Regions from separate parts of the Oryctolagus cuniculus genome. Here region 2 is linked to region 1. The links are chromatin contacts, called in public Hi-C maps. All regions are on one chromosome and are shown on one strand. Each heading gives the region's core, a stretch centred on a gene start, on an enhancer-like site or on the middle of the called end of the contact. The rest is flanking DNA. Distances are from core to core; before and after follow the strand shown. Region 1 overlaps MGAT5 (alpha-1,6-mannosylglycoprotein 6-beta-N-acetylglucosaminyltransferase). Region 2 has its middle 150 kb from the start of NCKAP5.

Region 1 (5,371 bases), core at 1,657-4,156:
AGCTCTGTTGGCAGGAATGTGAAGCAGTAAAGTCATTACAGAAAGGAGTAGGCAGGTTCCTCAAAAAATTAAAATATAACTAATGCATGATCCAGCAATCCCATTGTAGGATACATATGCAAAGGATCTGAGATCAGTACATCCGTGAGACATCTGCACTCCCATGTACACTGTCATGCCATTCACAGGAGGTAAGGCATGGACACTACCTAAGTGGCTACCAATAGATGAATGATAAAGAAACTGTGTCTGAGTACATGCATATGGGATATGATTTAGCCTTAAAAACAGAAGATCTTATCATTTGCAATACAAAAGAAACTCCAGGACATTGTTAAGTCAGTCAGATATAGATATACAAAAATACTGCATCATCTCCTTTGTATGCAGAATCTAAAATAGTCAAATATTACAAAGTTGTAGCTATCTAAGATGAGTGAGTTCGGGCTAACAATACTGCAGTGTACACTTGCAATCCGCCAAGATGGCAGGTCTTCAGTGTTCTCACTACGCCAAAAACGGCATCTGTGTAAGGTGACGGGGTGTCAGTTTGCTTCACTGCAATGTTCAGTTTCTTGATATCAAAATATCAAGTTATTATACTATACACACACACACACACACAACTTTTACTTGTCAAAACAAAAAACCCTAGGGATCATTTTGTTAGTCCATTTTTATCCCAAACTCCGAAGAAGTCATCACCCACTAAAGCATCGACTCCTACACTGAGATGTTCTCAGCTCGGGGGAGGTGGTTTTTAAATCTTTCCAAAGAGTGAGCCCTTCAACGGCTGGCTGGTCCTGATCTCTGCACCCTAGGACCTGCACCCAGGTGTGCATACGTATTGCTAAGGAATGAATGAACCAACTGACCTCGCAAGAAGAAACCACTCATTGAAATAAAGAATTCAAATGTATGCGACCAGCTGCAGGAAAAAGCAAGCAAGCAAACAAGGGGCCCACGTCAGCAGTTTACCTGGGCCCCAGGTTAACCTTTGTGAGGTCACCTACGCATCTCTTTGCCCTTCCTATGTCTCTTGTTGCCATTTCATGAAGGACAGGAAGGGTCAGAGAAAAGAACTCCCAACGTAATCAATTCCATGAACTGGAGAGATCTGAGTCATCTCTACAGAGTACTTACTGAAAATTCATTGCATGTGCTCTTTGGGAGACAGAATCGGGGAAAGTGAAGGGTTTAAAGCAGCAGACTTGGGGAAGGTATGCCTCCCAAACATTCCTTCTGTGCTGCTGTCACATCATGGGCAGGCTGCCCATAAGGGTAACGCCCCCCAGTGCAAGGCCCTGAGTGACCGGGACGCTGCTTTGACTTCCTGTGCACACGCAGCTTTTAGCACCACTCACTAACCACACAGAAATCTCAAGGAAATCAGCCACAGCTTCCTGCACATACTTGTGTCTGACCAGACACGGGAACATCTGCTTGACCACTCACACTCTGTTGTTAATGACCTTTGCTTACAGCCCTGAATCCAATCCAACCACCCTGGCGATCCATCACCCATTGCGGATTTTCAGGAGAGCTCTGAAGGCAATTCAAAGGAGTCCTCTGTTCGTGCTTCCTGCTGGGCAGGGCTGCTGCACAGGATGGCGCTTGCTGACGGTGAGCTAACATTCAGGCAGGTCACGGCAGCAACCCACGGCACGTCTTTCAGGGCGATGGTCCCTTGAAAACTCTTTGAGCCTTTTACCCTTCACAGCCTATCAAGGACAGAAGATTCTCCTCCAAATAACTGTGTTGATTTCCTTATTACTTACATTATAGCCATGCACAAGATCAGAGTTCCATCATAACCAGAAGGCTAGAATGTCCGTGTTCACCTTAAGATAGACTTGGCCTTACTTCGTGAAGTCAGATGTAGGCTCAAATCCTGGCCAGGCACCAATGTATAAGGTGATACCACCAAGTCATTCATCTCTCTGAGCCTCAAGGCCACGCCAAATGCCCCGCCTCCCACCTCACCATGTTGAATAAAGTTAATAAGAGTGTCAGCCTCCAGTCCATGGGTCTGTCACCCGCAGACTCAATCAGGCACAAACTGAAAACATTTGGAAAAAACTGCATCTCTGAACATGTACAGCTTTGCTTGTCACTACTCCCTAAACACTCTACAATAGTTCTATACAAACACTTATACTCAGTATTTTAAGTAATCTACAGATGACTTAAAGTATACGTGAGGGCCAGCGCTGGCTGTGGCTCAGTGGGTTAAAGCAAGGCCTGCAGTGCTGCCATCCCATATGTGTGCCAGTTCGAGTCCCGGATGCTCCACTTCTGATCCAGCTCCCTGCTAATGCACCTGGGATATCAGCAGATGGTCCAGGTCCTTGGGCCCTTGTACCCAAATGGGAGACCCAGAAGCTCCCAGCTCCTGGCTTTTGAATGGCCCAGTTCCAGCAGTTGCAGCCACTTGGGGAGTGAACCAAGAGATGGAAGACCTCTCTAATTCTTTCAAATAGATAAAATAAAGCTTCTTTAAAAAATAAAGCATACAGAGGATATGCACAGGGTCTGTGCTGTTTTATGCAAGGGCCTCGAGCATCCGCAGATTTGGGGGGCAGTGGGGAGAGCTGGAACCAATGCCCCACAGATACCAAGGAACATAGCAGCATTCCATAAATAGCCACCATCCGTGTAACTGCACAGAGAACGACTTCCCAAAGATGCTTACCTCTCTCAGCGTCGGCTTGCCGATGAAAAAGTCTGTGTTTTTGCTGCTTTTGGGCGGGTTGAACTTGGGGTTCAGAAAAGCACATCCATTTGCAATGGCCTCCAAGGGAGCCGGGCCCTCATAAGGGAACCCAAGTCCAACAAACAACTGTAGGACAGAAAACACACAGCACATAAACACATCAGTCAGGACTGGCATCCCTGGCTCGCAGGGGGCTCTGCTGAGGCCTCCCTGTGCGTGCCTCAGACACGCTGGAAGGGTCCCAGGCCCTGTAGAGAAGTCGGCTCAGACCGGGATCTGAAAAGCATCACGGGGGGTTCTCAGATCCAAACTGCGCAGCTTCCCGCACTTTCCTTCTTCGCTAAGAAAGTGAGGAGGTGGGGGAGGGGTGGGGAGGGGGAGGGAGGTCAGGGGTTAAAAGAAAAAGACAACAACAAAAAGCAAGACCCAACAATCATCTTTCTGTACCTCACCGGGAGACAGGACTGGAAAAACACGCGCTTAACTAAACAGAAGCTTTCTTCACTGAGCCAAGGGAACAAGGGCCCTTTCAGGGCTGTGGGCGGAGGCACAGAGAGGTCACTGGGTGGTTTGATTGCAGTTCAAATGCGACTGCAGTCAAATGATGATGGTAGGGCGGGAAACGCAGGTTTTCACAGCGGGCTCTTCTCTAGGGGCCACCAGCACGCCCTGTCCAGTGCGGGGGAGGGTGGCGGTGGGGGAACGGGTGCAGAGCTGCTCCCCCTGCCAGGCTGCTTCCCTCCCTGGGGTTGCAAACGGTGTGCCTTCCCCACGGCAGGCGACAGATGGCAGCAGAAACACGCGTTCCAAGTCCGGGCCACGGCGGCTATAGCAGCCAGAGCTGCTGTGACAAAGCGGAAGAGCTGCAGCCTGGCGGGCGCTCATTCCTGGGTCCAAAATTGAAATAGCATCTCCCAGAAATGCCTCGCAGAGGGCACCTATCACACTGCTGGCGGGCCCTGAGGGAGTCAAGATCTCTTATTCTGCCTTTTGAATACATACGGAAATAAGTCTTTATGATTCCTTCATATTCATTTAAGAATGAATGAACAAATCCATTGTGAGCTTGTCCCATACACGCCAAGGAACCAGTTCCAAAATTGCTCCAGTCCCCAGAAGCTCATCAAGGGACAAAGGCCAAGTGGGCTCCAAGGCTGTGGCTTCCTCCCGCCCTGGTGTGCAGAACACCATGGGGCCAGCGCTGAGATGTGGCTCCTAGTGCGACATCTGCCCGGCTGAATATGGCTGGGGGTGTTTCTCCCCTCCCTGCTCGGCCATCTTCGCAGCTTCTTTCACAGAATGATTATTTGAAATTAAGGCTTCCCGGGCACACATGAGGATGCAGCATGCCATGGCTGAAACCTTGGAGGGTTACATAGTCGCTAGGGAAATTCTAGGGCAAAAAACTGTCCTCTTAGATCCTCCGTTAACTTTGATACAGGGCAGGAGGCTCATATTTCTGGGCGTTGGGAGGAAGTGCCTTGCTTTTCTTGCAAACCTTGGCTCTCACTGCTTGCAGTACTCCTAGGGGAGGGAGCTGGGGAGAGGGGCCAGCAGAGCTCCACCTGCTGCCTGGGCGCCCTCCCCTTGGGAGAAAGCAGCTGCAGAGACCACATGGGTGAGGGAGAGCATGGCCGCAGGGGCCCAGGGGCTGCAGACAAGGGCCAATCTCTACACCATCCCCAGGCTCACACTTTCCATCTTACTCATTCAGCAAACAGAAAGGAGACTGTCAAGGCCAGCTTAGGAGCACTAGCTGGGGTGGGGCTTGTGGCTCAGAGGTGGGGGTTGGGACTGCCAGCAGCAGAAGGCACAGGACGAAATGGTGCAGAGAGCCAGCTCCTAGACATTCCTGCTTGATTAAAAATGAAGGACCCAGGTTTATCACCCTTGAGACTTTCGATCTCTAGGTTCTGCTTTTTCTCTGACCTTGGCGAGGATGCGTGGGCCATCTAGGAGAAATGAGATGAGCTTGCTCAGGCTGCAGTGGGGAATGGGAAGGCACAGGGCATCCAGATCTGCGACTCTGTGAGAAGACAGGTGCTAGAAGATGCAGCTGGGTTCTGTATGGCAGTCCACAGTGCATCCCGACCTCTCAACATCAGGGCCTACCACGAAGTGCTGATCCCTTCATCACCACTACATTGCAAAGAACAACTCTGCAGTTAATGCATGAGGCACAATGCTCATCTATTTAACAGAAAATCTTGGGGAAAAAAATTTAATTAGCTCCTTCAGACCAACCAGTGTGAACCTATTAATTAAAAGGATTTGAGGCTGTTGCTTAATGGGCTTGAATGCGACCTCGGTTTAATTATAACTGAATAGCAATTTGCACCATCTCTTCTGCCCCGCTGGCACCAGAATATCTCTGTACACATAAAGTAAACACTTCGGGCCAACTCTCCCAAGCCTCACCATTTTAGAATGAAGCTTAAGCAAACACCACACAATATCTTGGCAATGAGTTTTCTCATCACACTAATTAGGATTGCAGGAAATGCATTACGTGGAAACACCAAAATAACAGTTTTCTTTGGTCATTTCTGTCAATAGGCAATCTTTTCCCTTGCTTCCTGTGTACTCATTACCTGTGCATTACAGGGAAGCAGGTGGGCTCAGGACACAGAGCGCATTTGTGGTTGGAAAGACGACAGA
Region 2 (4,838 bases), core at 1,198-3,697, 530 kb after region 1:
GTGGCATTGCATGACGCACTTGTACTATCAGCTTCCTCATGTGGGAATTGTAATCATCATACCCACCTTGCCACGTGCTAGAGAGAAGCACGTGAAATTCCCGAGACACAGAGGTTCCTCAACAAATGCTACTTCCGCCTTCCTTCCCCTGTACCACCCTTAGCTAATAAGATTCCCTCTCTTCTTTCTTTTTTCGAGCTTTTAGAATATAATCACAATAATAGCAAGCATGTACTCCGTATTGGTTAATGTGCCAGGAATAGTGCTAAGTGCCTTGTGTGTGTGATTTCCTGGAGTATCCTTAACCACTCTAGTATATTGGCTGTGACTTACTTTGGACCTTTGAACCACTCACTGTTCTTGACTGTGCTGACCTAGTGAAGTCTCAGTTCAAGTGCAGCCGTATTTTGGCGTGGCCAGAACTCTCAGGAGTGCTCAGTACTCTAATCAAGATGTGGCCACAGAAGGCTGGAGTGAACTTCTGTTACCAGGGTCTCTCTTAACCTCAGCTGCTTTGCCAATTAGCCTAGAGCATGTCAGAGGTGCTTCCTGATGGGTGACATTAGTGGTTTGTTAAATAGCATGAAAGCATTAGAAGTGGGTCTCAAAGCAATAGTTGCTTCCTTATTCTATTTGAAAGGCAGAAGTAGAGATCTTTCATCTGCTGGATCACTCTTTTTTTTTTTAAAGAAAGATATATTTTATTTATTTCAAAGGCAGAGTTTATTTATTTGAAACAGAGAGAGAAGGAGAGATAGTGAGATCATCTCTCTGCTGGTTCACTCCCCAAATGGCACAAATGGCAGGGCATGGGCCAGGCCAAAACCACAAGCCAGAAGCTTCTTCTGAGTCTCCCACATAGGTACAGGATTCCAACTACTTGGGCCATTTCCCACTGCTTTCTCAGGTGCATTAGCAAGGAACTGGATCAGAAATGGAGAAATGGAGCAGCCAGGACTCAAACCAGTGCCCATATGGGATACTGGTATTTCAGTGCCCGCTCAACCCACTATGCCACAATCCAAGCTCCTGGTCTACTCTTTAAGTTCCTTAAAACAGGCAAGGCTGGGCCAGAAACTCCATCTGATCTCCCACATGAGTGGCAAGGACCCAAGTACTTCAGCCATCACCTGCCATCTCCCAGGTTAGGGAGGAAGCTACAGTCATAAGTGGATCCTGTTCTTGACCCAGGCACTCTGGTACGGGATATGAATGTCCCAGGAGGCATTGTGACTGCTGTGTCAAACACCCACCAGGGGCTGGCATTGTGGCAAAGCAACTAAAGCTGCTGCCTGCAATACCGGCATCCCATGTGGGTGCCAGTTCCAGTCCCTACCACTCTACTTCCCATCCAGCTCCCTGCTAATGCACCTGAGAAAGCAGTAGAGGATGGCCCAAGTGCTTGGGTTTCTGCACCCAAGAGACCCAGAGGAAACTCCTGGCTCCTAACTTAGGATTGGACCAGTCCCAGCTAGCGGGGCCATTTGGGGAATGAACCAGCAGATAGATGATCTATTCTGTCTCTTTATCTCTCTGCATATCTCTGACTTTCAAATAAATAAGTAATTTTTTTTTTTGACAGGCAGAGTGGACAGTGAGAGAGAGAGACAAAGGTCTTCCTTTTGCCGTTGGTTCACCCTCCAATGGCCACCGCTGCAGCCGGCGCACCGCGCTGATCCGATGGCAGGAGCCAGGTACTTATCCTGGTCTCCCATGGGGTGCAGGGCCCAAGCACTTGGGCCATCCTCCACTGCCTTCCCAGGCCACAGCAGAGAGCTGGCCTGAAAGAGGGGCAACTGGGAAAGAATCTGGCGCCCCGACCAGGACTAGAACCCGGTGTGCCGGCGCCACAAGGCGGAGGATTAGCCTAGTGAGCAGCGGCGCCGGCCGAGGTCCTTGATTCTGATAAATACTTTTAAATCTCTTTGCCTTCCGCCTGGAAATTCTTCTTCCATGTGAGACAAAAAACCGAGGTAACAATAATTTCTCCGCCGTGGTTTTCCCATAACAGAACCACCCAGAGAAAGCCAAAAATGCTCTCCAAACCAATGGCTGAGAATTGTCTACCTCTGGTTTGCCCATCTCCAGCTTCCACATGCCAACAACCTGCTGCTGGGACACACTGGAAACCCTCCATTTTCTTCTTGCTGCCCAGTCTGCCTTGTTTTCTGAGGATGGAAAGGCTTTATTTGGAAAAGCCCTCCAAAGAAGAGTATTGTTTGGGGGAGGGAGGAAGAGAGAGAAGGCGTGGAAACCATGTGAGTGCTCAGTTTTATCACACCTACTCTGTTTCATATCATTCTCCCAACCTCTCTGTAAAGTAAATATCATTAGCCACATTTTAGTACTAAGAAAACCAAAGGTTAGGCAGCGTGCCTAAGGCAACACAGCTGAAGAGAGGAGATTAGATTGAGTTCTCCTTGTAAACCTAGCCCACACTCTTGACTCCTAGGCACTGCCTGTCAAGGCTAGGGAACTGGATGGACAAGATCAGAGCACTCTGCCTTCGGTCCCTAGGACAGTGCATCCCAACTGCTCAGGGCGGAGGCAAGTCTGATGAATCTCCAGTCTCTTTGACTGTGCTTACTGTATTGGACTAGTTTGGCACAACCCTTGCCACAAATGACTCGATAGCTGGTTTGCCACATCCCTGCAGGTTCGGCTAGGCTGAGCTGATCACAGCCTTGGCTAGCATCACCATGTCAACTTGCTACATACCTTTCTCTTGCTCCCTGTCACTTCCTGTATCTGTCTCCTGGTGGAACAATAGCCCAAATGAGAGCATTTCAGGGTTATGGAGGGACAGACTTTGGGCCCAGTGGTTTACACACAGGTGAAGCCGCAGTGCCTGAGCCCACGCTTCCTGCTAACGCACAGCCTCGGAGACAGCAGTGATAGTTCAAGTCATTGGGTTCTCGACACCCACATGGGAGACTTGGATTGCATTCCTGGCTCCTTGTATCAGCCTGGTGCAGCCCTGGCTCTTACAGGAATTTGGAGTTGTCTCCCTGTCTCTCAAATAAATATTTTGCAGTTTATGGAAAATGGAACTAAAATACGATTTTATTTTTGTACAAAAATAGTTGAATTGTATGTATCTGAGGTGTCTTCAAAAAGTTCCAGAAAAACATGTACTGTGAAGAAACTATGGTGGATTTCAAAGTTATGTTTTGCACCAAAGTAAACGTATCTTTTAATTCCATTTGTCTGCAAAATTTTTGAAGGCCCTTGGTAGCTCCCGCCTGCGCAGCACCCTGCAGACCACACTCAGAGTGGCGGTCGTGCAGAACTTAGCCACTGCACCCCAGCCTGGTCCCCAGCCGGCAGAATATAGCTGCCCGGTGAGCTCCGTTTCCTCCTACTAAGCACAGCATAATCTAGGTATTTTACACCAGGGAGCATTCGCAGCTGGATCTAGATAAATAATTTGACAATGTCCTCATTCACGAGGAAGAATATCTATAACTCCTTTGAGATGTGAAATGAAATATTTTCCAAGTTCCCTTTGCTCTGCCTGTGCTGTTAATTATAGCGTAATTCTGGCTGTTGCTATGCATTGGGGCTAAGCGGCAGCTGAATCATTTAAGAGCTGCCGTCTCCACGAGGACTTGATAAGGTGTTTGGGCATCCTCACGGGGTGGGGTGAGGGAGTTGTTGTGCCTGTAATTTTTCATTTCTTGTGGCACCCACGGGATTTCTGTGTGCTCCTAAACAGATGTATTTAAATAGTCTGCATTACTTAGGATTGTGTGTGTGTGTTTTTTAACTGAAAGACAAATGTGGATTTGCTGCCATCTCTCTCTCTGAGCAGTAGACACCTGAGCAAATGTATTTTCCAATCTGTTTCTTTGAACCTGGGCTTGGCTTGGCTTGTCTCCTTCCGGGTGGGCGTTGCTGCCTCCCTGTTTGTGCTGCTCACTTTCAGGAACACCTGAGCACTGGAAACCGCTCGCACTTGCAGCCTTTTGTTTCTCAGACACACTTTTCTGGTGCCACCCAGTGGCCAATTAGGTTGACTTCAGGACATCGAGTTGTGACTGGGCCATCTTGCTGGCAAAGCTGGACTCATTGTGCTTAAAGAAGACCCCACACATTTGGAAAACTGAGGTACCTTAACACAGTGTTCAAGGACGTGACCAGGTAGAAGAGTTTGAAGGATTTCCCTCCGAAGACTCTATTAGAACATAGTTGTTTTTTTTTTTTTTTAAGGCTCTCTGATTTGGGCTTCAACTTGAACTTGGACTCTAAAGCTTGCTCACTGGGTGACACCAAGTGCATTACTTAATGTCTCCCAGCCTGGCTTATTTGTCCATAAAAAGGATATAATAATAATAATAATATTGTGAGGATCAAATAAAATAGCAATTTTACATATAAAATAATACATGGAGGCCGGCGCCGTGGCTCACTAGGCTAATCCTCTGCCTTGCTGCACCGGCACACCGGGTTAGTCCCAGTCGGGGCGCCGGATTCTGTCCCGGTTGCCCCCCTTCCAGGCTAGCTCTCTGCTGTGGCCAGGGAGTGCAGTGGAGGATGGCCCAAGTGCTTGGGCCCTGCACCCCATGGGAGACCAGGAGAAGCACCTGGCTCCTGGCTTCGGATCAGTGCAGTGCGCTAGCTGCAGCGCGCTGGCTGCGGCAGCCATTGGAGGGTGAATCAACGGCAAAGGAAGACCTTTCTCTCTGTCTCTCTCTCTCACTGTCCACTCTGCCTGTCAAAAAATAAAATAAAATAAAATAAATAATAATAATAATAATAATACATGGAAAACACAGCTCCTGGCAGAGTGACAGCTCATTTGTTGTCATGGGTATTAGTATTATTCTAATTACTTGGTG

What was found. A called contact is a pair of places that touch in the nucleus more often than the background predicts.
Region 2: a Hi-C map of skin fibroblasts shows a contact between it and region 1, with 4 times the contacts expected there. The contact joins two enhancer-like sites. A contact is called at or near these places in 4 of 6 Hi-C or Micro-C datasets (ear pinna, embryonic fibroblasts, skin fibroblasts and 1 more).

Annotation. Positions count from the first base shown.
Region 1 is chr3:109,171,620-109,176,990 of mOryCun1.1, forward strand. It overlaps MGAT5 (alpha-1,6-mannosylglycoprotein 6-beta-N-acetylglucosaminyltransferase), which reads right to left. Exons shown (of 17, transcript XM_051849614.2): 13 at 2,693-2,839. Among named protein-coding and RNA genes, the nearest start is that of TMEM163, 310 kb to the left of the region's middle. Within about 2 kb of position 2,907, at least 1 of the 8 cell types and tissues checked has an H3K27ac peak or open chromatin away from gene starts, as enhancers often do.
Region 2 is chr3:109,699,019-109,703,856 of mOryCun1.1, forward strand. No RefSeq gene overlaps it. Among named protein-coding and RNA genes, the nearest start is that of NCKAP5, 150 kb to the right of the region's middle. Within about 2 kb of position 2,448, at least 1 of the 8 cell types and tissues checked has an H3K27ac peak or open chromatin away from gene starts, as enhancers often do.